Linked DNA regions of Mus musculus: regions 2, 3, 4, 5, 6 and 7 are each linked to region 1. The links are chromatin contacts, called in public Hi-C, HiChIP or PLAC-seq and capture Hi-C maps. All regions are on one chromosome and are shown on one strand. The core of a region is the stretch at or near the end of the contact, and the rest is flanking DNA. Distances in the headings are between cores, read along the strand shown. Region 1 holds the start of Slc24a3 (solute carrier family 24 (sodium/potassium/calcium exchanger), member 3). Region 2 overlaps Dtd1 (D-tyrosyl-tRNA deacylase 1). Region 3 overlaps Dtd1 (D-tyrosyl-tRNA deacylase 1). Region 4 overlaps Dtd1 (D-tyrosyl-tRNA deacylase 1). Region 5 overlaps Slc24a3 (solute carrier family 24 (sodium/potassium/calcium exchanger), member 3). Region 6 holds the start of Scp2d1 (SCP2 sterol-binding domain containing 1). Region 7 overlaps Slc24a3 (solute carrier family 24 (sodium/potassium/calcium exchanger), member 3).

Region 1 (3,377 bases), core at 462-2,961:
ATTCCCCGACTCAGCATTTTCCAGATCCCCATCTCCCACCCACCTCCCTGCCTTCCACTAGAGACACTATATGAGTGTCTTTCCTAACAAGTCGAGATTACTCTGAATTCCTCAAGGGTCACCACTATCAAGAAGGCTTGATAGTGGTGACAGAATTGGAGAATTCTCCATGATGCTCCAATCTGGATGAACTTGAAGAGTTTGCGTTCCTCCTTTGTTACCTGGTGACCTAAGCAAAGACTCACCTAGCCATTGCAGGGAAGGTGCTCTGGATATGGGGCAGCCAACATAGGAGTGGGAGGGAATAAACACATGGAAAGCAAATTCTGCTCTTCAGCAGAAAACAAACCACCTGTGATCACTTTCCATGTCTCCAGATGTTGTCAGGGGACATCTGACACTATATGGGATGGAAGGTCACTCACAGTTGATCCTGTGGGTCCCTTGTGACCTGGGCAGGGAGAAGTCTCTATGGAGTTTCCCCACTTCCTCCCAACTCCCGAGGGCTAGATTGCTCAGGCCCAAGAGCCATCCAAACATATATCTGATTTCTAGGACCATCCTTTTGGAATAAGACTTAAGTTTAACCACCACTTGGAAACACATCTCTTCTTCCCTTCCTCTGGGGTCGTGTGTCTTCCATCCTGCAGGCAGGTACCTGGGATGAGGCTAGGGAAGTCCAAGCCCCTGGGAGTGAACCCCTGGGATCACTAGGTGCCCTTTTCAATGGTACTGCAGATAGGGGTGGGGATGTCAGCCTCTACATCTTTAATAGGCAGGGGCAGAAGAACTCGAATTAGGGAGTTGGGGCCTAGGGCTCTAATCTTGGGGGAGGGGTGGACTGATTGTCCTTGTAGAAGGCCAAGAGTCTCCCTCCTAGGGAACTTACTAGGGCCCCCTCAGGTTCAGCCACACACTGGACTTGCTTCAGCTCCTCAGAGAGCGAAATGTGAACCCTAGCCAGAGGGGGAAGCCAGGACAACCCTAATAAGCCAAACCCCCCCAGGAGGCCAGTTTCAGGACTTGAGCCTGGCTCACCGGGATCCCCACCAGGGGGCAGAGGGGAACCCCTGAGGCCAGCGGCAGGAGGCAGGACCAGTGGCTAGGAATTGGCCACCTAGCACACTCTAGACGCTCTAGCTTAAGGCAACGGATGGAAGAGGGCCAAGGAAATCCTTCTTTTCTCTGAAAGTTTCAGGCCAGTCCTCCTTGGTGGAGATCTGTCTATCCACATCCCGCCTAGCGGGCCTCCCCCACCGCACCGCCTCTTTCTCTGGGCACCAAAGGGTTGAAGGGCTGTGCACCGGGCTCCCTCCACAGCCCAGTCTCCTCCCTGCGCCCCCTCCCCGCGGTGCTGGCCAGCGACTCATAGCATCCCGGGCGCTGTCCCCCTCCCGTGCGCAGCCCCCCTGCCGCCGACCCACCGTGGGGTACGGGAAGCTGCGCTCACTCTAGCTGTTGGCGCGCTCCGGCCGCCGCTCGGCTCCGAGTCCCCCACCCACCCACCCCCGCGTGGACACTGGAGTGCGACCCCGAGCTGCACTCCCGCAGCCTGAGGTCAGGGCCTGCTTCGGGTGGCCAGCGGCCGGCCCTCCTCTCGCCGGTCCTTCCCCGCTCCTCCTCCACCGCCCCCGCCGCCCCCGCCTCCCGGCCGCCCCCGCCGCCGCCGCCCCAGGCCGAACGCGGGCGCGGAGCGTGGGAGCCATGGCGCGCGAGCAGGAGAGGGACCCCGAGCGCAGGGAGGCGGCGGTGCGGGCGAGCGGCGAGGAGGAGGAGGCGGCGGGGGAGGAGGGACTGAGCGATAGCGACGAGGGCGACGGCGTGGAGACCGGCAGCGGCCGGGAGGAGGGAAAGCAGGAGGCGGCGGCCGGGTGGGAACGCAGCGAGGACGCGCGGCTGCTGCGCGCAGGGCTGCCTCCTGCCGCCGTCCCCGCCGCGGCCGCCCGCGACCCGAGCGGACGCCGCCCGCCAGGGACGCCGCCCGGCTGTCCGAGGATGCCGCCGCCGGGCGACCAGGACTGCGCGCGCCGCCGCAGCCGCCGCCGGCGGAGGGACCTTCTGCTGAGCCAGCTTTGCTTCCTGGCCTCGGTGGCGCTGCTGCTCTGGTCGCTGTCGAGCCTGCGAGAGCAGAAGGGTGAGTGCTCGCCGCCTGCCCCGAGTGGGCGCTGCGGCTCCAGCAGTTCGGGCTCTCGGGGCTCGGTGCCCGGCGAGCTGCGCTGGGTCCAGCCACACCGAACAGGCACGGGGACACTCCGGTCTCTTGCGGGGCTAGGGAGGAAGGGGTCTGGGCTCTAGGACTGCAGCGGTGGAGGAGTGACCCCTTGGGCACCAAGAAGACCTTTTCCTCTTGCCTTCTGCCCCTTTCCCACAGCCTGGCTGGTAGTGGCGGCGGTGACAGGGAGGGACCCTTTCACTACCAAGGCTAGTAATAAAGTTGTTCTGACAGCAATCAGTACCTGTGCAGGTAACCAACCACCTGTACTCCTGGCTTACTGAGGGAATGCAGGGTAGGCTGACCAGCTCACAGCCGGTTCTCCACGTGTTCTCCACACAGAACAGGTGGGGTGGGCAGTGGAGAATGCTCCTTGCCATCTTTGCGATCCAAGAACAGGTGCTGGGAACTTACTTCCGTTAGGAGAAAGTGATAGCTACCAGTCAGGGTTTAGGAATGGGCATGCTCCCTTAAAGGGTTGCTCAGCAGGAACACATGGATTCATTTCTCAAGGCTGGCTTGCTTCCTTTCACCGACTTGATGCTGGGGGCGGACCACTCTATGCTGCCCACTTTTTCCTTGGTGCTTTGGCTGGTGGTGCATACACACGTGTACACACTTGTACACACACACACACACACACACACACACACGATAGTTTGGTTTTATCTTTGCCCTTGGCTTTTTTTGGAGCTAAAATAGACATTGGGGAGAAATGTGCTCAAAACAGTTGTCCATTGGAAACAATTTGGACTCTGGGGTGCAGCTGTGTAAGAAAAAGAAACAAAACAACCTCACAGAAAGGAAAGACTTGAAAGAATAACGGTCGTAAAATGATTTCTTATCCTGGCTTTTCGAATATCAGGGTTTGTGGGGAAGCAGACAAATAAATGATTGTGGGGTAAAACAGTTACAGCTATGTGCTGTACTGTTAAGATAGGCACAGTTCTAATACGTGGTGCTTTGAAGCACACAATAAAAGCATTTTGATAGCGATGGTGACATTTTAAAAGGTGCCATCAATCAAGAAAGGGTTTTCCCTCACCATGGCTGGTGTGGTGCCTCATGGTGAAACTCAGGGGTCATTCTGAACTTAGCAGATCTCTCTACGGACTTCATCATATATGGTAATAGGAGAGAAGCGGGCCTGGTCTTCAGCAAAACC
Region 2 (3,377 bases), core at 657-3,156, 510 kb before region 1:
AGTCTATGGGAGATGTTTCACAGCAGACTAAAATAGATGCCTACTCTGTTACCGGTGTTCTGTTATTGTGACAAAATACCCGGGTAAATCACTTTATAAGGAAGAAAGGTTGATTAGGCTCACAGTCATAGTCAGTTGATTTGTTGCTTTTGGACCTCTAGTGAAATAGCAAAGCATGATGGGAGTGTGAGGCAGAGGAAACCAAGAAAGAGGAAGAAGAGAAGCTAGGGTAACATCTCTTTCAAGGGCATTCCCCAGTGACCTAACTTCTTCCCATAGGTTCCATACCCTAAAAGCTCTATCAGCTTCAGGTAGCAACACACACTAGAGACTGTTTTCCACACATGAACTTCTAAGGGACATTCAGGATCCAAAATACAGCACCCACATAATAGAGCCAGGCCTGATGTTTCCTGCTTGGTGAAGCCCTGGGCAAGAGGGAATGCGCTTAACTTGAATCTGAGGATGTGACTATCTTTAACTGTGAGGAACCACAGCAGGAGAAATGAGGACACAAAAGGATAAAACATTTTATAGACTGCAGAAGTCTGTAACTATGCTGGGTATCATTGAAAATAACAAGGAAAATGGTAGGCTTTTTCTAGGAGTAATTTATTATTAAATAATGATGGTATGTACTCACATGATGATACATGTATGTGTATGTGTGTTTCATGCATATGATCAGAGGACAACTTTGTGTAGTTGGTTCTTTCCTTTTACCGTTTCATGGGGTTCAGGGATGTAACTTAGGACTTGAGTGCAAACACCTCTCCCAGTTGAACCAACTCCCAGCCAACTGTTGGATGGGATTCAGAAAAGAGTTGTGAAGACGCTCACATGTGCCCAGGGACTACCTGAGCTTATGGGGTTTAGAGCAAGGAGGTGCTCGGGAACATGAATCGACCGACATTCTTAAAGAAATAGTTTGCTAGCGTGTCTGAGACTTCTTTAAGCAAGAATGGTATACCATCCATGTGTGGGGCTCTTAACAAGCAGACAGTAGCTGGATCCCATCCTACTTAATGAACTGAAGAATAATTAGAAGATTCATAAATTAACTTCCTTTGAACTTAACTGTTAATTTAAAGTATATTAATGTATGAAAATAGTTGTTGAGTTTGACTTCAGAGTATGAAATACGAATACTCCAAGAATTAAAGAAGCTTTTGAAATCCAAATAATTTTACTTCTTAGTGGCTTATAATTAATGTAGGAAGAGTATAAGCTGCAAACAAATGGCATACTTTAAAAATGAGCTTCTTACTCATAAAATGCTAATTAGCTTTCTCTCTCTGGATAATGGCTCTGGTGTTCCTCCCCACATTTCCTTTCTGTTTTTAAGTCAAATGTTAGGGAGCTGTTTTGGAGAAATTTATAACTTTAAGCTTTTTTTTTTTTTTTTTTTAAATGAAGTGACTGTGCCCAAAGGAGGAGGGCATTGTTAAAGAGCAGATCATGGCTATTAATAAGTCGGATGGGAGAACTAACAGCTTAAAGGATTCATAGCTTTGTAGCCATACACCAGACCTGCACAGGCATCCTGGTCAATGCCTAGGCCCAGGTCGCATGGCATAGCTATTAGGTAAGAGAGATGGGCTCTAACGGAAGCTACATTGGCTCAGATTTCTTCAGCTTGTTCTGTTCACAGTGAAGCTGGTCTGTTTAAACACTAGCATCTTGTCATTGCTCAGGCCAGCAAGTGGCACTTGAAGCTCCAGGAGTCAGCTACTCCATGATATTTCTATGCTCCTGCCATTTGGTCATGTGAATAGTTGACTTCCCTGCAAGGCACAGGAGGTGGCCAGGTCTCTGTGTGGCCTTTTTCTGCAAAGGCTGAGTGAGGCCGAGAGAGTCCCTCAACATCTGCCTGCAGAACCTTCGTCAGCACTCAGCCTCTTTGCTGTGTCCCTCTGGGCCAGAGTCCTGAGAGTCACACTGGCCAGCTCCCAGGACCCATGCATTCACACTGCTGACAATACTGCCTGTATTTGACAGGTTGGAAAAATGCTTGAGGGAAAGGTTAAATAAATTAAAGCCTTCAGCTTTATACATGTATAAACAAAAGCTTTTCCTGGTATTAAAAGAACCTCCCTTTTTGAGCATTAATCAGTATTAATGGTATTCTTTTGGTCGGGTTACATTATTATTTAAAAAAGTAACCATGACTTAAGAAATGAGTGTTGATGGCCGACATTTCTGCCTTTCATTTTAATGTGTAATCTAAAATGGCAGCTTATTTTAAAGGGTGCTTTTGGTTATAAGAATGTTTACTATGTTGTGATAATCCTCTTTCAGCATAATTTCTGTAACGACAAAACAAGAATCCAGAATTTTAGGGTCGATAATAGTCTAGAGAATAAACATCTAATGTGAATGTTTCCAATTTGGTGTGCCTGTTTTTCAAACAAGGTCATGAACTCTGGTAAATTAATCTAGATACAAATAGCTTCGATAACCACAGAGTTTATGTGAGCGGTGATAGTAGACTAATGAGCTAATCCATTAGCAGCCTACTCCAACCTCTGATGCCTTAGCCCAATTGCTTTCTCTGTCTGAATTAGTTTTCTTGCTTCTTGTAGTGAGTGCAATAATTTCTGTTTATCACAAGGGTTAGTCTGTTTTAATTATAGCAATTTTTCTGAGTACTTATCTTTCTAACTTTGTACTATAGAAACCTCGAAGCCCACGTAAGTAGAGAGGATAATGTAACAGATTCACCCTTGATTCAGTGATTATCAGTTGTCCAAAATGCACATTTTAAATGTTCTGTGTGTGGCAGGGCTGTAAACATTAGTGACTGCAGCCCAGTTAGAAGAAGATGGTCAGAATCCATGGTAGGGGAATGGGAGGGACCTCAGGACAGCATTTTGTTGACTATTTCCCATATTTAATGGTATTTAGTTTGTCTCAGAGGATATCTTTATCCATAAATATTGCTTATTTGTATTTTCTAGGCTAACAAAGGAAACATTTACAAACCAGGGAGGCCTGGATACTTTCAGTCTCCTAGGAAGATTTTATTATAGTCTGGCAACTTGGCAAATAGGGCTTTGTCCTAAAAGTTCAAGGTTAATGGTTTGCTGAATGGATATACCTTTATTGGAATTATGTTAGAAATGTTAGCTGTTACAGCTGACAAACCTCGAGATCTCACTGGTGTAACACAATGAAAATTCATCTTACCAAGGTACCACTTGCTCCTCCCATTCCTCCCCCTTCCCCATTCCCTTCCCGCTTCTCTCTTCATGAGCTTGTGGCCAGCCTCTACTCCTCTACTCCTCTACTCTCTCTCCCTCTCTGCCTTTCTCTGCCTCTGCTACCCTCTTAACTCCCCTACCCATGCCCTGAATAAACTCTATTCTATACCATTCCAT
Region 3 (3,377 bases), core at 458-2,957, 490 kb before region 1:
TTCTCTGCTCTCTTTACATTTGATTTGACTTAGACAGGCAGGCATTTATTTGGGGACAAACCCACAGTGCCTGTGTAAGAACCAGAACTCACAGTCCACTTGTAACCTGGGCAGTTATAGGGCAGGAGATGGGAAGGTTGTAAAGGTTCCTTTTTTGACCAAGATTAGCTTTTGCGAGAAGTGAGTGAAAGAATGTCAGGTGGGTGGGTCTATTTGATTTTTTTAAAAAATAAACTTTATTTTGAGTAATTTTAGATTTATGGGGATATTATTAACAGTGCATAGGGTTCCCACACACCCATCATCCATTCTGTGTAATTATTACCAACTTATACTTCCACAGCATAGAATTGAGCAGTGGACAGAAGGTATATCACTAGCTGTAGCTCACTAGTTTTTCCATCATGTCCTCTCTCTGCTCTGGGGCCCATTCGGCCACCACAGAACATTTCATTGTCTGTGGCAGTGCCTCAGTTTGGTGGCCAGACACTCTGTGCAGTGTCTGAGGGATTTTTCTTTCTTTTTATGAGTAGACGAGGTTCTAGCTTTGGAGAGGATCTCCAAGATGAAGTGCCCTCCATTCCCCCTTGACAGCTCTGTGTGTTATTCACCTGGAACACGCAGCGCAGGCCTGATCCACTGGGAAGCCACTGTTTTCCCTTCCCCTATTCTGGTCTGTGAGACTTACGTTAGTAATTACAGCCCACTCTCAGAGAGATTCTGAGGACACGCCCACCTCTCAGAGAAGTACCCATATATATTTGTAGGGTTGCAAGCTGCCTGGATAAGTTTGATTTCAGATCAACAAGGATTAATCCCTTGCGTGGAGAGGTCCTAGGAACAATACTAGCCCCTCTCATCAGCTAGGTAACTGCTCTCACTGAGTCATAGCCCCTAGCCCAACAGCAAAGAAGTTTAAAGTGTATGTTCCTTGTAATTAGACTTTAGATTTAACTGGGCATCCTGTATTCTGTTATTTCTGGCCATCCCAATTGTTTGAAATGTGTTGGTAAGAAAGATGCTTCTCTTCCCACACCCAGTGATGTCATCACCCCCCTGGTAGTGTCTCCTTCCCACTTACTGTCTTCCTTTATCAGAGTTTGGTATGCTTCTGTGATGGTACTTTGTCTACTTAATTTTCTTTTAAAGCAATGTGGAAAATAATTTTGTTTGCTTTGAAAAAGGAATTAGTTTGTGTGTGTTTTAATAAAAAGATTTTTCTCATTACATGAGCCAAAAATCACATTAGTTTCCAGCCCTCATAAATGAAACCCAGAGTTGAAGGAAACAAGAGATTTGTGCCGAATTTCCGAGCATTGCTCATGGGCGGAGCAGGGAGCAGACACCGACTTCTCTTCAAGCGGCACCGGAGGCTACAACAGCAGCTAGCAAATGGATTCCCTCAACCTTGGCAGTGCAAGGCACTTGCGATTGCTTAAGATCCCGGACTTGTAGCAGGTGTGAGAGAGTTCTAAGTGGCTATAGAAATGAAGAAGGCTTGTGGGAGCGGGTGGAGTGCTGAAGGGATCCACGTAGTTTGCTTTTAAAAGGAAAGCCGACCTCTGGTTTCCTGGAAGTGCACACAGCCCATCAAATAGTATTGCTTTTCATTAGACAGCAATTTTGCAGTCATGATTACCTTGGGTGCTTTGTTCTCAGCAGCTGGTACCCATCAAATCAGAGCCTGCTTTTCATCACCAGCAGGTGTTCCAGGCAGCAGAAGTGACTGCCGAGCTCCAAAGATGGCTCAGTTCCTCCTACAGGGTTCCCGGTGAATGGCTTGAGGGCCTGCTCATTGGGCCAGGCAGAGATGGGTGCTGTGTTCTTCTCAGTTCAAGTGAGGGAAGGACAGCTTTGGAAAGGATGCATGTTGAAGGCAGTGAAGCTGACACACGACTGATGCAGGAGGCATTTTATGAGTTTGTTGCTCCAGTGTGGGCATTCACTTTTTTCTCCTGTCATGTGACATGTTCAGGCCTGGGGCCTGGTGCCTGAGGCCTGACTCTGCTGGATCTCCACAGACACACTCAGTGTGCCCCTCCCCCACACCTGGCACCTTTCAATCCTAGAGCCTGTCCTTTCTGCCCAGGCTTCTGCCTCTGCTTTGCCCTCTTGTTGCTGCCGCATCTTCAGAAGCTGACACAGCACTTGGTATGCAGGAGACCTTTGTCAGTTATGTGGGGAATTAACATATGTGTCCCTCTGGTTGGGATGCTTGCTTATCCCAAATGAGAAGCACTGACAGGTCAGATATCCAGGGCAGTGCCTTCTGGTAGCTGCACATACTGTGACTGGCTAATGAGTGCAGCCTGGTGCTGCCGGTTTTTGTCCATAAGAAACAAGAAACTGCTTGTAGCACAGCTTCCCGAAGGTGTTATACATGTCTGTGTTTGGGTCTTGTAATGCTCTTGAACAGAATAACATATGTTTGTCCATGTGTTTAGACTTTTAAGATGCCAGATGCCTGTAGTACCAGTTTTTATTGTCTGCTTTTGAATTATGTTTTGAAGCTTAACACATCTTGGGATACTGCTGTAGAAATGAGTGCTGAGCGCTACCTGGTTGTAGACTATAGTTTGGCAAGCATTTTGAATTTTCCTGAATTTCTGTTTGTGGGACAGTAGTGTATCAAATATGCAACTGTAAACTGTAAGGCCACCTCCTGATAATTCTAGAAAAGAGCAGGCAGTTGTGTTTTGTGGGAGGACTTTGAGTTTAAATGTTACGGTGATGAATGGCAGCTGTATTCTGCTGTTGCTTTTTTTGAGGGGGCATGGCATATAGTCTCCTGTTGTCATTGAGTCAGCAAGCCACACCTGTGGGGAAGCTTAATCCTGAGTGTCCAGTCAGATGGGCTTGTAGCAGGTATCACTGTCAGTGGTCAGGGGCAGAAGCTGAGGCCTCCAGAGACTATGGCGAGGTGCACCCTCTGGGTGGTCACCCTTCCCTTTGGAGTTTGCAGAGGACACCCGGGCCACAGTCTGAGCAGTTACTCTCTTATGAGGAGACTTAGTAGACAGCTATACCTGCCCTTTCCAGAAGGCTCTCCTTCCCCATCTTTATGCCTGCATCTGGGATCATCAGGAGGTTTTCTTTGTAGCTTTAATATCATCGAATTGAACATTTTTGCAGCTGTGGCCTCTTTGTTTTTCGGGTGTCTGCTTCCCCTTGTTCTGGCTAACAAGCTCTCTGAGGTGCTGCCTCCCCCTGGTGCGTCTGTGGGAAGCATAGCTTCCAGTCAAGGAAGGGGACTCCACAGAAGACTTATTTCCAAACTGTATCAGCAGGGGACCCTTAGTGGACATCTAATTATATCCGGATGCCAGTGAGGAGCAGGAGTCAGTCTTTGAGGTGGAGACTGGGGGAGGTGATGTGCT
Region 4 (3,377 bases), core at 223-2,722, 460 kb before region 1:
CAAAGCTAGGTATGCTAGCCTCCAGTCCTCAATACAAGGGGGATTTTATCCAGGCACCCTTAAGAAGGAAGTTACAATAAAATCAAGGAAGCAGTGAGAGAAAGCACAAGTGTCTTTGTATAAATATGTGCTTGTGTAGCCATAGGAGTGTGCACATTACCTGGTATTGTGCTTATGTAGCCATAGGCGTGTGGACATTTGATGGTATTTGAAATGAAAATGACTCAAATCTTAAACTGTAGACTTCATTCTTTCTGTTTCTCTGTATCTCATCAGGGCATTATGAAAGAACTGTGAGAATTAATAGCTGTAATAAAATGCCTTGATCTCAGGAGAGAAAGTGCATTTATTGTTGAAATAAAAATCTCGTTTAAATAAACATTTTTTATATTCAGGAAGTAATTTCACTGATGCCTAGCTTATTACTCACTTTAAAGAGAGCAGTTTGGTTTGGGATTCCCCCAAATGATGCTCTTCAAATCCTGGGGAAGTGACTGTCGTCTCTGTTCTAATAATCCTGTGCGACACTGGAGTAAATGGTATAGCTTGCTACCCAGAGCAGGAGCACTCTGTAAGGAGAACAGCATTTTATATTAATGGCCAAATTTCACTTTTGAAAAAGATAAAACCTGTCACACAGAAGAGTAGTGAGCAGGCCCTGAAGATTGATTGCTCAATTGTGAGCAGGTCAGAGGAGGCGGGGAGAGACAGGGATGGTGTGTGAGCCTCATCAAGGATGAGTGTGGGCACCAAGAGTGCTTTCCAAAGCTACGCATGTGAACACGGTTGGTTAATCACACTTAGCCTGTAGACTTTAGGATTTTTCTGTTTCCAGAGGAGTCATTTACTCATTCTCAGTCTTTTTTTTTTTTTTTAAGATTTATTTATTTATTCTATGTATATGAGCACTGTAAGCTGTCTTCAGACACACCAGAAGAGGGCATCAGATCCCATTACAGATGCTTGTGAGCCACCATGCGGTTGCTGGTATTTGAACCGGGGACCTTCAGTAGTGCAGTTGGAGCTCTTAACCCCTGAGACATCTCTCCAACGTCATTCTCCATCTTTTATCATCCAATTTGACCTAATCAGCAGTAATAGTCACGGGGGATCTCTTCAGACCAGGTTGGGTTTGTCTGACCATACTCCCTTTGGCTTTCCTAGGACCTCCTTTCTGAATCCTGGCTGCTGTTCCCTGTAGAAGAGGCCCATCTTCCTGTGTGTGCATGTGTGCATGAGTGAGTGCTTTTGTGTGCATGTGCATGTGCGTGTGTGTGTGTGTGTGTGTGTGTGTGTGTGTGTGTGTGTGCATGTGTGCATGTGTGTTTTCCCAGGAGTTCTCCTTCTCTTGTCCTCTCTGGGGCCTTTAAAGCAGCACCCGAGGCTGCTGTCATTTCCACGTTCCATCCTCCCACTCCTTTCAGACCAGAGCAGATCAGCCCAGCCCCCTAACCTGGCCTGCCTGTCCAAGCTAAGTGCACCAGATGGGACACTTGGTGTGCTGCATGCCTGACTCTTCCCATGGGGGAAGGCTTGCTTTCTCAAACTTGTTTTAGTTGTTGGGTTTTCTTGGCTAATGGTTAAAATGCACAGCAATCAAATTGGTGGGACCAACTTTAAATGTTTCTCTCTTGATACTTACTGTTTACAGAGCTGCACTTGTAGTTTGGGACCTAGAGGGCTGTCTTTCCTTGGCTCTCCTGCCTGCCCCAATGTGGCATCAGGAGTGGTTATGAGGAACCTAGCGTCCACTCTCTGCATGTGATATAATTAAATAAAAGGGATAGGTTTGCATTGCAAGTGCAGGTTCACGCTAGTTGCCCTACGCCCTAACTCCCCCCCTAACTAACGGGACACCTCCAGGTTGTTCATTTGTAGAACTTCTGGAGCCATCCCTGCCCACCTGCCTCTAGGCTTTGGTCTTTACATGTTTTGCAAGGAACACTAATGTGCAGAGTAGGCTATTTCTCAGCCTCCATTATGGAATAACCCTTTGAAGAATTTATTCACAGTAAATGGAGTGCCCATTTGCCCAAGGATATTTCTGGTCTCTGAAAGAAGCTAGCCTTCCTTTAAAAGGGCACCCCAAACCTTCTCCAGCCATTATGTAAAAATGGACTTATTTAAGCTACTTTAAGAACAAATCAACTAACCCCCCGCTGTCCAGTAAGTTTGAAAAAGAAAACATGTTCCTTCTAGCCCATTTCTAGCCCATTTCCATCTCCTTTTACCTCATGGACCTGAGCCAATTTATAACACTGCTGTGCATTTGCTCTAAAAGTGTCCCTGGGGAACCTGACTGTTGACAAAGGGGCTGAAGCAGCTGGAGAGGATTTAACAAGCTGCCTTCACACCAGGACCCAGGGCAGGGAGGGCAATGCTTTCATGTGTGTGTGTGTAAATATGTATGCTTAATCCTGGAGAACTGTATAGGAAATGGACAGTAGAATCCTCCAGCCTTTACAGCAGGTTTAATTCTAGGATATATTAGGCTAACTGATTACTTGATTAGAAGATCTTTTCACTTTTTTCTCTCTAAACTTTTTTTTAAAAAATTATTTTATTTATTTATGTTTCAGTCATTGCTCCCCACCCCCAGCCTCCCACAGTTTCTCATCCCATTCCTCCTTCCCTTTGCTTCCAAGAGGATGCTCTCCCTCCCTCCTCCATGCCTCCGAGCCTTCCCTGGGGGTCTCAAGTCTCTCAAGGATTAAGCTCATCTTCTTCCACTGAGGCCAGACTGGGCAGACCTCTGCTATATGTGTGCCAGGGGCCTTGCTCCTGGTTGGTGGCTCAGTCTCTGGAGCTCCCAGGGTTCTGGATTAGTTAAGACTGCTGGTCTTCCTGTGGAATCTCCTTCGTCTTCAGCTTCTTCAATCTTTCCCCTAATTTAGTCATAGGGGTCCCTGACTTCAGTCCAATGGTTGGGTGTAAGTCTATGCTTCTGTCTCAGTCAGCTGCTCGTAGGGCCTCTCAGAGGATAGCTATGCTAGGCTCCTGTCTGTAAGCACATCATAGCATCAGTAATAGTGTCATGCCTTGGTGCCCCCACCATGAGATGGATCCCAAGTTGGGCTGGCCGTTGTACCGACTTTCCTTCAGTCTCTTTTTTGTTTTTGTCCCTGCAATTCTTTTAGACAGGAACAGCTCTGGGTCAGGAATTTTGACTGTGGGTTAATAACTCAGTCTCTCCACTTGAGGCCCTGTCTATCTACTGAGAGGTGAGCTCTTTGAGTTCCCTTTCCCCATGTTGGGCATTTGCGCTAAGGTCACCCCCACTGAGTCTTGAGAGTGTCTCACCTCCTGGGTCTCTGGTACTTTCTAGAGGGTCCCCTACCACCTAGCCCCCTCCCCCTGAGGTTACATATTATCATACA
Region 5 (3,377 bases), core at 608-3,107, 450 kb after region 1:
CCTGATGTGTTAACACCTGCTACCCAGGTCAAGTTACTCTTCTATTTGTTAGAGTAGTATCTCTGGGTACTATTAATATACTGCAGACAATTCAAAAACCTCACTGGGGTAGCCCCACAATGGCTAATTTCCTACTAAAATTCCATAGCAGGCAATCCCACTCTGATAGCTCCTATGAATATTTCTAAAAGGAATCTCTAGGGGTGTGGCAAATTCCATCATGAGACTCTGCTACCTTTGAGACCTTCTCCAGTGTAGAGAAAGAAAGGTTACAGCAAACAGTGTACAGAGATGGCCAATGTCAGGTCAGTCCCCATCCCTTTGTCCAGATAAATCTTATTTGCCCACCAACTTCAGGAAGGGTCTCATTCATTTGTTTAGCTGTCTGTCTAGGAAGGAGAGAAGAAACTAACAGCCACCACCTGGAACAGGTTTCCTCCCACCTCCCACCTCCCACCCCCACCCCCACCCCATCCCTCCCTGCATCTTTTCTGAGTGACCCAGGGCCTCTCTTAACATCACTCTTGTTGTCAGGCTGGGAGCAGTAATGTTGTCTGTATTGAAACTCACTAAGTCTGGCTTGTCACTTCCTGAAAATGCAAGCAAGGTCTGCAGATGCTGAAGACGCCTCCTGGAGTTTGTCTATGACTGGTTCCCCTGAACCTTTATTTCCTTGCACACTTGCTTTATCTTCTCAGAATGAGCAGTGCATGTGACTTACAGGAGCTCACAGCAGACCCTTCTGCAGCGCAGCGCTGGCAATGCACCAGCCTAGCCATGTGTGACACAGAGGCACTTGGTGGGAGGCTGGTGCAAATAAAGAATTTTTTTCCCAATTTTATTCCATCTGAATTATTTTAAGTTTATACAGCCACATGGATCTTAAAGCTGCCTGTGGGACACTGCAGCTCCAGAGGATGAAATTTAAATTATCCACAGCATAGCCCGGAAAAGACCACTGTTGGCATTTTGGCTTATTTTCTCCTTCTAGTTTGTCTTAGGCAGCTGAGATACACTGTATGGAGATTTCACGTGATGCCCTTTCTTATTTCTTATTAGAGCAAACACATTTTGCTTCAAATCGCATTAGATTCATTCTCAAAGGCGGCCTAGAATTGTAGCATCTGGGTTTCCCAGAAAGTGCTTGGCCATGCCACTGCTCAGGGACAATTCAGACGGCTTTGGGTCTTACGGTCACATTAAGTGAAACCTCAGATGCCTATGTACATAAACTTATAGGGTTTAGAGGTCAGTAAGCATTGCACATAAGTCTGACGATATAGAATAATAATATAGCCTTAATGACATTTCCAACTAAATTGCACTTTAATTTTAAATAACTAGATAATTCATCTTTTTTTTTCAGCACTGGAGAGTAAGCCCAGAGCCTTGTACATACTAGGTAAGGGCTCTACCCTGGCCTACATCTAATTCTTGATATTTTTTAGTCAGTGTCTTACTGTGTAACCCAAGCTAGCTTTGAACCCCAAACCCTCCTGCCTAGGCTTCTTAAGTGCCTAAATCACCAGCCTACACCATCATTCCTGGCTTATCTCTCCTGTTTTAATTAGTCAAATGCCATGCCTGAGGTTTAAAGGCAGCTTCATGCCACCTGAATATATTCACCATAGGAGCCTGTGGGGAGGAATGCTGCCTTTCATGCAGCCAGCTTCCTCAGAGCACAGCCAGGGTGACAGGCACATACTTGAGCCAAGGGGTGGGGGATATTGACCATACCAGAGCCCACATCTAGAGCTTCTTAATTTGCATTGGCTTTCAAACACTCCCCTCCCCTCTCCCTTAGGCCTGGGTAGGCTCATCATTTGGCACTCTTTCCAACTGACACTAGAATTAAGTATTGACCCAGCTTTTGTTGGAGACAGGGTCTCATTATATAGCCCTGGCTGACCTAAAACTCTATGCATAGATCAGGTTGGCATCCAACACATAGAAATCCACTTGTCTCTGCCTCCAAAGTGCTGGGATTTAAAGACATCGGCTCTGCTCCCTGCCCAATGTTTATTTTTCAAAACGATGCATGGATGTGGGACCTCTGCTCCTGTAGTTCAATCTTTACTTAGTCTCTGGCCTCCAGATGACTTCCCCTGCTCTAAACAGAAGTGCTGCAGATAATGTGACTTGACTTCTATAGAAAACAATTAGTGACTCTGTGCTGGTCATTGATCTTCCGTGGCAAGAAAAGCAGTAACGACACGCCTTAGCCCAGCTGGGCCCCCGCTCCATGGACAAACTGCAGCGCATTCACAATGATCCCTGTTGGCTCTGGTTTCTTTCACTCTCCCTCTCCCTCTTGTCAACGTTAGGAAGAAGTCAAAACAAAACAAAAATGGCCTTTATCTGACTCCCAACTGCTCGTGGTCTCCTCTTTGAAGAACTAGAAGTCCAGGCAACCACAAGAAAAGAAATTGTGCTCCAAATAACTCTTAAAATCAGTTTCTTATCTTTCCAGGGAGGACGGTTTGGTTTGATTTGGTTTGGTTTGGTTTTTCAAGACAGGCTTTCTCTGTATAGCCCTTGGGCTGTCCTGGAACTCGCTCTTTAGACCAGGCTAGACTCAAACTCAGAGAGATCTGCCTGCCTCTGCCTCCTGAGTGCTGGGATCAAAGGCTTGCACCAATGGGGTATAGCTCAGTTGATTTGGTGTTTGCCTACTGTGCACTAGGCAGGACTCATTTAAATATCTGCTTATGTTAAAGGTTTTTTAAATAATCATTTTATATTAAACTGGTTAAATGAAACTACTCTATATATGAATGTACATACATATATAAGAAACATTTACACATAGGTAATATACATATTTAGGGCCTTTAATACATTTACCTAAACTTATAAGAGGCATAAGACTTAAAAGATCTTAAATTTAGCTTCAAAAGTAAAAGAGTGAAATATGTAAAAATTTTCACATAACTTTAAAAAATATATCAATTCCTGAATATTTAATATCTACCCTATCCACTGACTCAGTGGACAGATAGGAGCAGCAAACAGAATCCTTTCAGTGTCTGTCAAATCCATTGTATTTATCAGCTTTGCATGACTGTAATATGATATGATATTACTATAATAGCAGAGACAACTAACTTAGAGGAAAAAAAGGTTTCTTTTGGCTTGCAGCACCCTTCAAGGGCATGCCTTCAGTGACCAAAGGACAGTCCATGGGCACACCCCTTAAGGGTCCACACTATCCCCATTAGCACTATCCCATTTGCACACAAACTTTTGGGGAGCACGACTTGAATTCAACCCATAGTATTCTCTATGTTTGGGGGGTTGTTTATGTTTATCTTTTTAATTTTTTAATTAAAATTGCTTTTATGCAATATTTTGATCATGTTTTCATCTCCCCCCACCGT
Region 6 (3,377 bases), core at 540-3,039, 340 kb before region 1:
CCTGAATTTGACTCTTCACTCATATATGCAAGACATAAGCTTCACATGTTTGTCACCTCAAGTCACTGCATGACCGCAAGTCAGAGATAGAGGCATCCTGGACACTAGCCAGCCCACCTAGCTGAAAAGGTGAGCTTGAGGACCAGTGAGAGAACTTGCCCCAAGACAATAAGGCCGAGAATGATAAAGATACCCAATGTCTCCCTTTTAGTTCTGTGTGTCCTCACAGACACTGCACTATTACACAATCACACACACACACACACACACACACACACACACACACACACACACACCAGCCCCCAAAACAATAGCAGGAACAACCACCCAGCAACTCTAATAGCAACAATTTTAATCAGTCAAGGTGAATGCCAGCAGAAAATAAAAAAGACATAGCATCATGTTCCTCTGATATGTTGCATGGGGAGGACACAAAATCACCTATGGATTAAAATCGCACAACTAAGAAAGTGAATAAGCTCAACTCAACCAATGAAAAACATTAGACAGATCTCAAATAAAGACACTTTGTGGGATAATTGGCAGATTTCTCTAGTCTGTCAAAGTCATGATAGACAAGACTGAAGAATTACTACATGTTTCAGAGAACTAGAAACACACACACACACACACACACACACACACACACACACACATACACACACACACACACACACACACACACACACACACACACACACACAAACCAAAATCAGTATTGAATCCCAGGCCAGAACCTAGGCTCTGGATCAGAATACGGTTATTAGTGGGCCAACAGGCAAAACTCATATATTGGTTCTATTCAATTAGCAACATCAAGAAATTCTCAATGTTAATTTCTTCTGTTGGATTCTCATGCTGCAGTTATGTGGGACGCTAACATTTGGGGAAGCTGGATGCAGGATATACAGGCATTTTTAAAAAATAGAATTCTAGAGTTAATATTGCTTCTGCTCAAACACAGCCGTGGTAGTCACTAGCTTAGCTTCCTATCATTTGACTTCCCACAGTTTTGTTTTAAATCTATTCAACAGGGACAAAAGAGTGCCTACCTCATGGGTTGTAATGAAAACTAAGTGTGGTGTGCTAACAAATGTAGAATGCTTGAATTATATCATCATCATCATCTTTTGGTTTTTCAAGATAGGGTTTCTCTGAGAAACACCATGGCTGTTCTGGAACCCACTCTGTAGACAAGGCTGTCCTTGAACTCACGGAGATCCACCTGTCTCTGCCTCTCAAGTGTTGGGATTAAAGGTGTGTGCCACCACACTTGGTTTAGAATTCATCACCATGGCTCAGAGCAGGGGCTGTGGTGACATAATTACCACGTGAGGCCAGCAGGCTCTTCTGCGTGGGGAAGATCTTTCCGTCTTTGCTTTTCCCTCTTTTTAATTCTGGTTCCCCCTCTGCTAGGGAGCGGATAAACCCACAGCTAAGACCAGGATTTGTGACTTAGGCATTAGGTACTTTTAAAGAAATCAGAATAACTGTTCCCTCAGCCAGTTCCGAAACCTGCGGGGAGCCTGATTTGGAAAGATAGAGCTGTCCATTCTGGGGCCAGGTTCCCTGATCTCCTTCGGCCCTGTGGCGCCAGTAGTTCTAGTTAGTCTGGTCTGATCTGGTGTTGGTAGTACTTGGGGGTGGGGGGGAGGGCGTGGCATATTTCTGCCTCACAATAGCTTGTCTGAGCCTCCACCCTACGTCATATTTTAGGATTTGTTTGGCCAATGAGATTGCAGCACACACATTAGCCTCAGCCTGAGGCCTGAGCCTTGCCTTTGATGTCACAATCTGACCTGTAGCCATTAATGTGGCCACAGCCACTCACAGAGCAGATGGCAAGGTCAAGAGTACCACAGTAAGATGTGGAAGAGACCTGATCCTCAAGCGAAGATCAAAGCAGGGGATAGGCCTCAGACTTGCCAGTCTCTGGCTCTGGGATCGGCCACAGAGTCGGCACTGCCGCAGGCTCTAAAACTGTCAGACTTTCAGAACTTTTCGGTATTTGAGGACATTAGCCAACACATCAAAGAAGTGGGAGCCCAACTGGTAAAGAAAGTGAATGCCATCTTTCAGCTTGACATCACCAAAGATGGGAAGACCATTCTGCAGTGGACCATTGACCTCAAGAATGGTGCCGGGGACATGTACCTGGGATCGGCCCGGCTTCCTGCAGATACCGTCTTCATCATCCCTGACTCTGTCTTCACAGAGTTAGTTGTGGGTAAGATAAACCCACAGAAGGCTTTCCTGGCTGGCAAGTTTAAAGTGAGAGGCAAAGTTCTCCTTAGTCAGAAGCTGGAGAGGATCTTCAGAGAGTGGGCTAAAATTTAAGCATGTGGGAATACCCAGGAAAGATCAAGACTTCTGGCTTATAATAATGTTGAGTAGCAATCATGCTTTAACTGAAGATTAAAGGAAACGATAGCCAATATTTTTACTCAAATTCTTCCTATTCAAGTTCGATTGATTTCCTGCTGATGTGTACCTTTGCTGGGATCCGGAATAGTAAAAAGTGTTGGAGTGCAACACCTGCAACCTTTGTCCTTTCATTGTCTTAGCTGGGCCTACACTTTCATATGTCAAGGCGAGGGCCACATGGAGCTGGATGGGTGGTTCTGGTGTTTGGACTTAAGCGCTGGTAATTGTCTATACATGTACTTATGTGTGTGTGTATATATATATATATATATATATATATACACATACATATATCCTATGTGTGGAACCCAGCAAATAGAGGGATGGTGTACTTGGCATAGTGTAACCTTTGACAGACTCAATGCCAGGGAAGTTGAAGGGCCTGATAGTCAAGATCAGTAGTTCTTAGGGCAGATCATGTAGCAGAATTGTCCAGAGCCTTATAGCTCAAGTTCAGATGATGGGAACCTCACTTTCTGCTCAGGGGGGTGTGGCTTGGGGAAAATGTACATTCTGCCATGTCTCCAGTTGATAGGGTCATTCATCCTTGTAGAACTTCTGCCCTCCTTTGTTTCATAGAAAGCTTTTGGTATTGACCATCACTGTTCTAGGCAGGACCAGCAAGATCCTGAAGACAGGCTGCATAGGTGTCTTTGAGACATTTCTAAAGAATTGAATGTTATCTGGAGTTTGTGCACTGAACATTTTAATAATCAAAGTTCACACCAGGGTTTCTTTCCCTTCCTGGTAGCTTTTGTTGCATGTTTTCTAGGATTGGCATGAAGCCTGCTGTAGCTGATTTGGTCTCCTTCTGAGAATGTGCACATTGTTGGTTCACAGGTGGTCTGGAAGTGTCTTTAAATATGTGCCATATAGGCACTCTGAGAGTCACATGAAAGTTATGTCAGAATTTTTATGATCAAGCACAAGTTTTGTCTTAGTCTACTTTGTGC
Region 7 (3,377 bases), core at 498-2,997, 310 kb after region 1:
CAAACCCTCCCCCACCCCACTGGTATATTCATAAGTCCCTTAGCCCCTGCTAAGGTGTATCATGCAGTATTTCTTCTGCTCTGGGCCAAGAGCAAAGACAGGTTTAGGGGCATGTTCCTTTTCAGAGTCATGAAGACACTTGAACTAGGCAAATCGCATTTTCACTGTCACCAATACAACTTGGTTGGTTAGTGGGATACTCTCCCCACCCTTCAGTGCTTCCTGCCATCATTTGATTTTTGCTATTGATGTTTTGAAGTCACAGATTATAAAGACAAACCTCATCAATGGATCAAAGGACAAGAGACATGTCACACCTCCTCCTTCTCACCTCGGTCTGACATGCCCACCCATCAAGGTAGCTTCATGGAATGTTAGGAATGAATTATAGTAGTTGGAAAACCGTGCCTTGATTTTCTGAAATGTCAGGCTAGGAATTTCATTCATTCATTCATTCATTCATTCATTCATTCCTTTTAGAGTTTTAATGGGACTCTCACAGCCTTTCCTAGTGCTGGGACTTGTAAGCATGTACTGCTCCACTCAGTCATACTAGTGATTTTTAAGGTACTTTTCAACTTGTCAGTTCCCTGATACTTGTGTCATAATCATACAACTCCAGCCATCTGCCTTCTAGCCTGGTTCCTTTACAGCTTCTCCGTGCTCTGAAATTGGAACTTTCCATCCTGCAACCACAGAACCTGAAAACCTTGTTACCATCTATAATATCGACATCTGTCTTACTCAGTTTACCAGCGGATTTTCTCAGTGGTTCCTGGACCACGGATGTGCATGTTAAATAGAATACAAAAGTTCAGGCTTTACCCTGATCCTCAGCAAAGATCTCAAGAAGTCATGCATGCATGACAGTGTGAGAGCCAAGTATCTCAACTCTATTTCTTTCTTCTCCTGCTGTCTATGCACTAGGGGCTCTTTCTGAGTGTGCTGTACTCACCTCACCTCTAGGTAGGGTAGCTCTGATTCATCACACTCCACAGTCTATCAGGGTATCAGGTTAAGAGGACATCGCCCATCCCTTCCCACTCTGCCTACCTGCTATGCCTGAAACTGAGTATGGACACCCCTGTCCTATTTCTTCTGATATTCATTTTTCTGGAATCTTATCTACTTCTCATTTCTAAGATCTCAGCTAAGAGTTTATACTCTACCTGAAGCCACCTCTTGACTATCCAAGTCCAGCCATACCCCTTATAAGCTCTCTATACCTTTCTTGTGGTGACTATGATTACTATGTGAAATTGTACATGTTTTGTAGAATTTTTGATTGATGTCTCCTCCCCATTAGTCTTAATTTCCTTAATATGCCCAAGGGTCCAGCTAGAAGCCTGATACATCATGCATGAATGTCTCATAAGCTTTGAACTTAGTTAAACCAAAAAAAAAAAAATAAGATACACATGATTCTATTAATTGAATTTTTGTAGAAAGGAAAGGAGACAAAGCATTTCAGTGGTTTCCTGAAGCTTGGGCTGAAAGTGAGAATTTATTGCAAATAGATGTGGGGAAATTGGGAAACTGGTGGAAATATTCTAGGACTGTGGTCATCGTTTCATTATTGTATAAGTTTATTAAAAATTATAACTATGTAGTTACAGCTATAAAATGTCAACTATAACTCAGTAAAGCTGCAAGGAAATGAATGCAGTTCGATGTAAGGAGACAGGGTCTCCCAGTTGACTGCAGCCACATGGCTGTCACACTCGACACTCTTTTCTTTCCAGTGAAGAATTGCCTGTGCACAGCAGCAGCTGGGTGAATGACCAGACCAAAACAAGACCTCCCAGCCTTCCCCTGCCTTGAGCCTGTAGCTCATGCAGATGCTGAAAGTGCAGTTCCTTTGATGATGTCCCAGGGCCCTGGCAAGAGAAAGATTCATGATTTCTAATAACCCTCAGCCCTGGCTATAGCTCTCAACTGTCTCTAATTAGAGTCTCCTTTGGGCTCAGCCTGGAATTAGGGCATCTTTGTAGCTATCACTGCAGACTTTAGCAAAAGAACCAATATTGGAATTATGGCATGATCCATTCCTGACCCTCACAACACCATAAAAAAGGAATTCCCAGCTATTTGTGGTGCTTTTAGAATTATTCTTCCTTCATTCTTTTATTCTCTGAAGGTGATTTCATGTTAAGGCAATGGGATTAGTTCACTACTGTGGCACTTTTTGGCATTTACTGAGTCCTTTTAGACAGCTATTAGGAGTAAAACATGAAAGTATATGATATGAAAAATCACTTTATGGACCAAGCCTGGAGTTACCCATCACTTCTGCTGGCTCATTTTTGACTAGTTATAACTCAGCCACATGACACTCCTAACTACAAGGGATGCTGGACTACCATTTGTGTGTCTGGGTAACCACTTCTCACTGAGATCTTTATCCCATGTTTAAGGAAGCACAAGAACGTGATAGAGAGCTAAATAGGTCTCTACCTCAACTGTATTTCAAGTTAACAATCCAATGTGAATCCATCCAAATGAAGTGTGCTATTCTTCTATGGTAAAAGTTGACACAGCAGAGCTAAGAGTTATTCATGACCAGAAGGCACAATGAATATACAGAATTCAACCCCAAAACCCCTTTTTAAAGTGTGTGTGTGTGTGTGTGTGTGTGTGTGTGTGTGTGTAAGTGTGTGTTATAATGTGTATGTATATATGTATGTCAGGAAACAGAGATACACGTTATACCATGCTATGGCAGTCAGAGTGCAACCTCAAGTGTCACTCCTTGCTTAACACCTTGTTCAAGACAGGGTCTCTTGATTGACACTGCATACACAAGGCTATCTGGCCTGCCAGCTTCTGGGACATCTCCTATCTTCAGTTCCTCTCGTGGTCAGTGTGCTGGGATTGCATAGCTGTGTGACCGTGCCCAGCTTTGTGTGGGTTCTGGGAGCTGCAACTCAGATCCTCATGCTTCCATGGCAAGCATTTTATCCAGTGAGCCATCTGCCTCGCCCAGTCTCAAAACCACTGACTACCAAAGCTCCTTTTCCCTTGCCAATCAGCAAAGAGGAAGGTGATGAGATTGTTTCAGATGGTATAAGACAAGCCATCAATATATGACTTCCATACACAATTTGAAAAATTAAACATGGGTTTGGGGAGATGGCTCAGGTGGTAAAATGTTTGCTTCAAAAGCGGGAGGACTTGGGTTTGAATTCCCCAACACTAACATAAAATTGTAAACAGAGGTGTACATGTCTGTCACCCAGAGCATAAAGGCAGATTCCCAGAGCTCACACTGGTCATCCAGTTTTAGCCAAAAAGCAAGGCAAAAGAACAATAGAGGAAGACATGAAGTATGGATCTCTGGCCTCCACAGACTCACCCTTGTGTCCACATATGCACATACA

The links. Hi-C and Micro-C count contacts between places; a contact is called where the count stands out from the background. HiChIP or PLAC-seq counts read pairs in DNA pulled down with a chosen protein or histone mark. Capture Hi-C pulls out chosen DNA fragments and counts their contacts.
Region 2: a contact with region 1 is called in an H3K4me3 HiChIP or PLAC-seq map of forebrain, with 6 times the contacts expected there. The contact joins the enhancer-like site here to the promoter of Slc24a3 in region 1. A contact is called at or near these places in 5 of 39 promoter capture datasets (the 3T3-L1 cell line, 3T3-L1-derived adipocytes, cancer-associated fibroblasts and 2 more), 1 of 15 datasets of contacts at CTCF or cohesin (large pre-B cells), 8 of 484 Hi-C or Micro-C datasets (beige adipocytes, embryonic fibroblasts, frontal cortex and 5 more), 12 of 115 datasets of contacts at active chromatin or transcription factors (VIP interneurons, craniofacial prominence, embryonic basal ganglia and 7 more) and 2 of 9 other capture datasets (liver and macrophages).
Region 3: an H3K4me3 HiChIP or PLAC-seq map of embryonic midbrain shows a contact between it and region 1, with 5 times the contacts expected there. The contact joins the enhancer-like site here to the promoter of Slc24a3 in region 1. A contact is called at or near these places in 7 of 39 promoter capture datasets (the 3T3-L1 cell line, 3T3-L1-derived adipocytes, cancer-associated fibroblasts and 3 more), 1 of 15 datasets of contacts at CTCF or cohesin (the NIH/3T3 cell line), 4 of 115 datasets of contacts at active chromatin or transcription factors (embryonic forebrain, embryonic midbrain, embryonic stem cells and 1 more) and 2 of 9 other capture datasets (embryonic stem cells and macrophages).
Region 4: a contact with region 1 is called in a Hi-C map of embryonic stem cells, with 2.5 times the contacts expected there. The contact joins the enhancer-like site here to the promoter of Slc24a3 in region 1. A contact is called at or near these places in 2 of 39 promoter capture datasets (frontonasal cranial neural crest and hippocampal neurons), 8 of 484 Hi-C or Micro-C datasets (embryonic fibroblasts, embryonic stem cells and macrophages), 11 of 115 datasets of contacts at active chromatin or transcription factors (SST interneurons, embryonic forebrain, embryonic limb bud and 5 more) and 1 of 9 other capture datasets (embryonic stem cells).
Region 5: an H3K4me3 HiChIP or PLAC-seq map of neural tube shows a contact between it and region 1, with 9 times the contacts expected there. The contact joins the enhancer-like site here to the promoter of Slc24a3 in region 1. A contact is called at or near these places in 4 of 39 promoter capture datasets (cranial neural crest, embryonic stem cells, hippocampal neurons and 1 more), 1 of 15 datasets of contacts at CTCF or cohesin (pro-B cells), 2 of 484 Hi-C or Micro-C datasets (bone marrow-derived macrophages and brown adipocytes) and 8 of 115 datasets of contacts at active chromatin or transcription factors (embryonic forebrain, embryonic midbrain, embryonic stem cells and 4 more).
Region 6: a contact with region 1 is called in a capture Hi-C map of embryonic stem cells, with 2.8 times the contacts expected there. The contact joins the promoter of Scp2d1 here to the promoter of Slc24a3 in region 1. A contact is called at or near these places in 4 of 39 promoter capture datasets (cranial neural crest, hippocampal neurons, stem cell-derived epiblast-like cells and 1 more) and 1 of 9 other capture datasets (embryonic stem cells).
Region 7: a contact with region 1 is called in an H3K4me3 HiChIP or PLAC-seq map of neural tube, with 5 times the contacts expected there. The contact joins the enhancer-like site here to the promoter of Slc24a3 in region 1. A contact is called at or near these places in 10 of 39 promoter capture datasets (the 3T3-L1 cell line, 3T3-L1-derived adipocytes, the HPC-7 cell line and 5 more), 22 of 484 Hi-C or Micro-C datasets (the AtT-20 cell line, the C2C12 cell line, ECoMG myeloid progenitors and 16 more), 14 of 115 datasets of contacts at active chromatin or transcription factors (SST interneurons, VIP interneurons, craniofacial prominence and 10 more) and 4 of 9 other capture datasets (adipose tissue, embryonic stem cells, liver and 1 more).

The regions. Positions count from the first base shown.
Region 1 is chr2:145,166,064-145,169,440 of GRCm38.p6, forward strand. Slc24a3 (solute carrier family 24 (sodium/potassium/calcium exchanger), member 3) reads left to right here and starts at 1,712. Exons shown (of 17, transcript NM_001356497.1): 1 at 1,712-2,134. The coding sequence starts at 1,996.
Region 2 is chr2:144,659,080-144,662,456 of GRCm38.p6, forward strand. All of the region lies in intron 4 of Dtd1 (D-tyrosyl-tRNA deacylase 1), which reads left to right. Among named protein-coding and RNA genes, the nearest start is that of Dtd1, 61 kb to the left of the region's middle. Within about 2 kb of position 1,907, at least 6 of the 459 cell types and tissues checked have an H3K27ac peak or open chromatin away from gene starts, as enhancers often do.
Region 3 is chr2:144,675,339-144,678,715 of GRCm38.p6, forward strand. The region is part of intron 4 of Dtd1 (D-tyrosyl-tRNA deacylase 1); the gene reads left to right. Among named protein-coding and RNA genes, the nearest start is that of Dtd1, 77 kb to the left of the region's middle. Within about 2 kb of position 1,708, at least 18 of the 459 cell types and tissues checked have an H3K27ac peak or open chromatin away from gene starts, as enhancers often do.
Region 4 is chr2:144,707,184-144,710,560 of GRCm38.p6, forward strand. The region is part of intron 4 of Dtd1 (D-tyrosyl-tRNA deacylase 1); the gene reads left to right. Among named protein-coding and RNA genes, the nearest start is that of Gm39951, 62 kb to the right of the region's middle. Within about 2 kb of position 1,473, at least 12 of the 459 cell types and tissues checked have an H3K27ac peak or open chromatin away from gene starts, as enhancers often do.
Region 5 is chr2:145,619,139-145,622,515 of GRCm38.p6, forward strand. All of the region lies in intron 15 of Slc24a3 (solute carrier family 24 (sodium/potassium/calcium exchanger), member 3), which reads left to right. Among named protein-coding and RNA genes, the nearest start is that of Gm52530, 29 kb to the left of the region's middle. Within about 2 kb of position 1,858, at least 11 of the 459 cell types and tissues checked have an H3K27ac peak or open chromatin away from gene starts, as enhancers often do. A contact at or near this core is called in hippocampal neurons and neural tube, where this site is marked.
Region 6 is chr2:144,821,877-144,825,253 of GRCm38.p6, forward strand. It overlaps Scp2d1 (SCP2 sterol-binding domain containing 1), which reads left to right and starts at 1,790. Exons shown (of 1, transcript NM_025490.2): 1 at 1,790-2,539. The coding sequence starts at 1,867. The coding sequence ends at 2,337.
Region 7 is chr2:145,478,019-145,481,395 of GRCm38.p6, forward strand. All of the region lies in intron 3 of Slc24a3 (solute carrier family 24 (sodium/potassium/calcium exchanger), member 3), which reads left to right. Among named protein-coding and RNA genes, the nearest start is that of Gm14092, 75 kb to the right of the region's middle. Within about 2 kb of position 1,748, at least 1 of the 459 cell types and tissues checked has an H3K27ac peak or open chromatin away from gene starts, as enhancers often do. A contact at or near this core is called in neural tube, where this site is marked.